Regions from separate parts of the Mus musculus genome. Here region 1 is linked to region 2. Evidence: chromatin contacts called from public ChIA-PET data. All regions are on one chromosome and are shown on one strand. The core of a region is the stretch at or near the end of the contact, and the rest is flanking DNA. Distances in the headings are between cores, read along the strand shown. Region 1 has its middle 6.4 kb from the start of Gm30699. Region 2 overlaps Rgs3 (regulator of G-protein signaling 3).

Region 1 (2,700 bases), core at 153-2,652, 96 kb before region 2:
GCAATCAGCACTAGCATTAGAACCCAGGTGAGTGGATTTCGAAGCCAGCCCCGCCCCTCTCACCTCCCAAGCGAATCCCCTCTCACACATAAACACATACTCCTTGCTAGTGAAATGGATTTAGTAACTAACCATCCATTCATCCTCTGGGTACAGCCTCCGTTTTCCTTAAAAAAAGGAATACACTAAAGAGGAATGATCAAAATCAAGCCAGGTATGGGAGGGAAGAATTTCAGGGTGGAACTACCCCTCCTTCCTCAGGGTCCCCTCTCCACTGCCCTCCAGAGGCCTCCACAAAGGGCAGTTCCTATCTCTGCACTCTAAAAGCCACTTAGCAATCGCCACATATACACACATGCACACACCTGCAGATATTTCCAGGGATGCCCAACAAGGACAGGGCAGGGACGGGTGCATTCATAATTGGGAGGGGAGCAGGAATGATCAAGAGATCCTTATAGAAAGTCCCTGGGGACCATGAAAAGCAAGGTGTGGTTGTAGGGGGAACACAGAACTATGATAAAAATAAAATGACAAGGCCCTGCCTTGTGTGGGTGGCTCCTGAGGGGAGTCATTCTCCTAGGGACCCACTTGGGTCCATAACTAGTTTCCTCCCTAGCCCCCCTTGGCCTCTGGTAAGCTAGAAGTATCCCAAATAGGAAGGCGGGAGAAGGGGAGTCAGAAAGTCTGCAATGAAAGTTCCAGAGTCCTTCCACAAAGCCACCTGCTCTGAAGGAGGAATGGGGTCTCAGGGAGAAGGGGAAGGACAGGACTCATTGTCCCTGGGAGGCTTGGGACATCTTAGCAAGGTGGGGAGGGGACACTGTCAAAGGTGGGAAAGAATAGATGGGAATGGTGGCTGGCTCACGTTGGCCTGTCACTTCCAGCTTGTGCAAAGTCCCTGGACCCGTGGCCCTGTAAGAATAAGAGCAGCAGACAGAGCCGGTCCCCTCAAGGGCTTCCCTCTGTGCTTTTAACTGCTTTTCTGTGGGCTCAGGAGCCACCTCACCCTCATATGTATCCCTCAGCTGCACACCAGTCTGTCCATTTTCCCAAAGGGCAAGACCCTCATTCTGCCTCAAGCTATGACACTTGCCTGTCCCCAGGCTGCCTGCCATACTTCCCCCTGGTTTCTCCACTGCCCTCAGCTCCATGTCACCTCTGGGAAGGGAGAGGAAGGACTGTCCCTGCCACAATCACTCCTGTCTGCTGTCCTCAGGAACTTACCATTTACCGACAGTGTTGATCCACCCCTGCACCCCTCAAGACCTCCCTAGAAAACCACCCTGGTGGCCAGCAGGGGCCTTGTTCCTGAACTCAAAGCTCCCTCACAGTAGGTACTCAGGACAGATGTGACACAGCATGGGGCCCTCCGAACGCCTTTGCATCTTGTACATCTGTTTGGAGCCGCAGTTAGCCCCAGATGTGTTATTTCCCTTGTTAATTACCGCAGAGTAATTGTGGTAAGAAGTGTAAGTAAAGCAGGCATTAATGGGAGGGAAAACCGATTTCCTGCGCGGGCTCACAGGAGGCAAAGCTGGGTCTCCCTGTAGCCTAGAGAATTCAGAAGGGGAGCATTCACCTCACCCACCCTGCTTCTCAGGAAGGGTCCCCTCCCACGCTGAATCCCATCTCCTCTTTACAGAAGAGTAGGGACCTGGGAAAGCCTGGACCCTTCTAGGGTTGCCACCTCGATTCTTTGTGTCCCATAAGAGCTGAAAGATATTGAGCGTATAGGCTCTGCAATACTTCCCCTCGCCTCGCTCTTTCCATCTTAAAATGGGCTAGCGGCACTTCTCTGCTGTGCCTGTACAAGCCACAAAACAGATGGCATGTGTGGTGTCCTGGATGGGTATCCACCAAGGTGACACCTTTCACTCCCTTTGCAGTGTCCTAGAAAAAAGATGAGCCCCGCCCTGCGCCTCCACCTACTGGACTCTGCCGGAGAAGCTCCAGGTTGATTTTGACAAGGTTAGTGACAGATGTCTTTAATACGGCTGCTCCAGACCTCAGTTTCCAAGAAGAGCTTTCATTGGAAGGGCAGAAATGTCACGCCTTCGTGGGGGGGGGGGGGGTGTGCAGTACAGCTGTCGTATGCTGTTTCCATTTCTGTGTCCATCAGTCCTCCCCACCCCCCAACACACACACACACACACAAAGTGATCGGTATGCCCTCAGGGTTGGAGAAAGCAGAAATGGCTCCAGCGATGTAGAAGAGAAAGGGGGTCCTTAAAGCGCAGGGGAGGCGGGGTCACAACTGGTATATCAGAGCCTACTCATTGGTCATTCGCTGCTGAGCTGCAGCGATCCTGGGCTTGCGTTTGCTTCTCGATGACCTGAGACGCCCTCTTGTGGGCATCGGCGGTAGTAATGGGGCTTCTTGCCTCTCTTAGCGGGTTTTTTAAAGGATCTCTTCTGCCAAACGACTACTCTCCTATTTTCCAAAATACGGAGATGAGGATGTAGTCTTGTATCGGGTCCTACCATTAAATGTGGACCCATTATTTCACTTTTTAAAAAATCAACATACAAAAATTTGAAAATGACAAAAAAAAAAAGCACAAACAATGCAGTATAAGAGTATGCATTATTCTTCCAAAAGTCCTGAGTTCAACTTCCAGGACCCACCTCAGGGGCTCACACGCCTGGAACCTCAGTTCCATTGGATACATTACCTCTGGCCTCCTCAGGTATCTACCC
Region 2 (2,754 bases), core at 61-2,560:
CTCTGGTTAGGGTCTTCCCCGTGCCTAGCCCAGGAGATGTACTGATGCAATGGCCACTTATTAGGGGTCTCATTCCAGAGATGGGAAGCAGAGGCCTGAGGCCATGAGACAATTATCTAAGAAAGCTGAGGCTCATGCAGGATTAACCCCCCTGTTTTCTGTCCCAGGTGTCGCACATACTGGGAATGGGGTGGGGGAGGCAGGGAGGAAACATATCTAGAAAGAAAGGGAACAGTTTGTGAGTAAGCTTACACAAAGTCAATGCTTTGTAGATGGGGCCTAGAACTCCTCATTCTATGCCACCCACCCAGGCAGGATCTCTGTGTACTGTGACCACTGTGGGCAGGTTCGGTCAGGCCAGTGTTCCTGGGAGAGCTAGCTGGGATGGTAGCGGCTTGAGGGCATATTCTAGGAGACCCGAGAACCCCCAGAAGTGTGGAATGGCAGGAGGGGGATACAAAGAGGGGAAAAGGGAGAGGGGATATATGGCAGGGTGGATTGTCCTGAGAATGGCATGGGCATAGATAGTGTCTTTGTGGAACCAGCTCTGGCAATGCTGAGAGGCCATGAGGGCAGAACAGCTCCATTCATCTCTTCATACACACTGCAGGGCAGCAGGGAACAAGGAGCTAGACCTCAAGGAAGAAATAAACTAGAGGCTAGACAAGCCACGTGTTGAGTGCTCTAGTAAAGAAGTTCGAGTAGTGGGGAACACACAATTTGGAGGGTGCTGCTACAGGCTGGGCTGATAAAAACCCACCCGGGGTGCCCCCAGGGATGCTAGCCTGCTCTGACAGGGCATTAGATCCCAATCATAACAAGCGGTTGCTCCCTGAGAGTGCTCATATCCCTCCAGGTCCGTATCCCCCGCAAGTCCATATCCTTCTATGTCTGTATTCCTCCAGGTCCATATCCCCCCATCTATCACTTCTTTAGCCAGGCTGGAGCAGGGTTAATTCTGTCCTTGTCTCGCCTGCTAGCAGCCACAGGAAATGAGCCAGGCCCTCTAAATGGAGCCATTGCCCGGGGCCTAATCAAATCCTCTCCCAAATGCAATCCAGAGCTTGGATCAGGCTGGGGAAGGATGGTATCGACGATGCCCAGAAGCACCTGCTCGCACCAGCTGTGGCTGCTGACCTCAGACGCCCACCAGCTACTGGGAGAAGGGGTAGTCAAGGGCCGCTGGGAGAGACCTACCTGGTACCGTACAGGCGCCAACTACAGAGCCATCCCCTGCTAACCCCATAGGCAACCCGGGGTTCTCATGCTGCTGATTCACAGAGGCTACCAGATGTCAGGTACAGCATATGCCCTCAAAAACCACTTCCTGCTCTGCAAGTGAGGGTGCTGGTGTTTGCCTGTGTCTCGGGCTGGCCCTCACATAGGTCAGACTATTTCAGAAAGAGGACTGGTGGGAAAGCCAGAAGACTGAAACTGTAGTCGTTAGTTTCACACATGAGATCTCTGGCTACCTGCTTTTTTCCACCATGGTACAGAGAGGCCAGGAAACTGATTGTGGAGCTGAGAACTTGTCCAAGCCTGGGAGAGGCCCTCAGAACTCTTGCCAGGCTGTGAACAGTCCCCCCCAACCCCCAGGCTTCACTTTTGTACTGGGCTTTGGGTCCACTGGGTCTCCAGCTTCCAGATCTCTGGCTCGACACTGACTTCCAACGACCTCAGACACTCGACCCAAACCCGGTTTCTCTATCCAGCCTCAGCTGGCTCCTCTAGGACTGGCTTTTACACACTGAGCCTAGAGCCCCAAACTCTGCCTCTGCCACCAGCTCAGTCCTTCACACCATTGTCTTCCAGACCCCAATACATCAGCCTGGCCAAAGTCTGGGAGAAGAGTGACATGCCCTCATAGTTGTGACAGCTTTGGACACTGAACCAGCTTCAGTCTTTCTGGCTGGGGTACCCTGAGCTTAGCCTCACTGCGCCTCTGTTTCTTCAGGTATATTATGGGATTAAGAACAACTCATGGTGTTGCTAGAAAAACAAATGAGCTATCATGTGTCTGGAACTCAATAGTGTGTGGCAATGTAAGCAGCCAGTACATAGTAACTATGACCATTCCTAACATTGCTGGGCTTGGAACTTGCCCAAAGATTTCCTCTGACTGAACCCTGCTCTTCTCCATCATAGGCCACTCTGCCTGTCCATCAGGATCTGCTCCAGGCCCTTCCTCTTAGCCCTGCACCTCCCTCATGTGCCATCCACTGCCGGTCCAGAGCACCCTCTGCATTTTCAGGCCACCCTTTTCCCGAGGATAGATTCTATTGGTTACTTTTACCCAAGCCTTACAGAACTCTGCAGCCAAACACTGTCCCGGGCTCACTGGACACAACTGTGCTTTCAGGGTGGAAGAGAAGAAAAGACATTAACCAAGATGTCACTCGAAAAAGGACAAGATCAGCACCAGCCACCGCCTGCTGTATAAAGGAGGGCTGTATCCTGCTCGAGGAAAAGTGGGGTATTGGGAGGTCCTTGTTGAAGCCACGGAGGGCAGGGAAGGTTCACTCAGAGGAGGAGGAGGACCAAGCAACATACGTAAAAAGCTTGAGGGAGGGCACGTGGCATGCAGCTCAAGGAGAGTTGGAGACCACTTTCTGGATATCCATTAAGCTCCCAGCTTCATGTGCCCCAGACTCAATGCATTCTGAGTTCCTTACTCTCCTGAGCCCCTGTATGCTGTCACTACCAGTTGCTCAAACCAAATCTTGAACATCATTCTCTCGTCTGAATCTATCACTA

The links. ChIA-PET counts read pairs in DNA pulled down with a chosen protein or histone mark.
Region 1: a contact with region 2 is called in an RNA polymerase II ChIA-PET map of effector CD8 T cells, with 79 read pairs. The contact joins two enhancer-like sites. A contact is called at or near these places in 2 of 15 datasets of contacts at CTCF or cohesin (both in the NIH/3T3 cell line), 1 of 484 Hi-C or Micro-C datasets (bone marrow-derived macrophages), 2 of 115 datasets of contacts at active chromatin or transcription factors (effector CD8 T cells and microglia) and 3 of 9 other capture datasets (adipose tissue, embryonic stem cells and liver).

Annotation. Positions count from the first base shown.
Region 1 is chr4:62,780,208-62,782,907 of GRCm38.p6, reverse strand. No RefSeq gene overlaps it. Among named protein-coding and RNA genes, the nearest start is that of Gm30699, 6.4 kb to the right of the region's middle. Within about 2 kb of position 1,402, at least 82 of the 459 cell types and tissues checked have an H3K27ac peak or open chromatin away from gene starts, as enhancers often do. A contact at or near this core is called in effector CD8 T cells, where this site is marked.
Region 2 is chr4:62,683,922-62,686,675 of GRCm38.p6, reverse strand. The region is part of intron 10 of Rgs3 (regulator of G-protein signaling 3); the gene reads right to left. Among named protein-coding and RNA genes, the nearest start is that of Gm52741, 15 kb to the right of the region's middle. Within about 2 kb of position 1,310, at least 149 of the 459 cell types and tissues checked have an H3K27ac peak or open chromatin away from gene starts, as enhancers often do. A contact at or near this core is called in effector CD8 T cells, where this site is marked.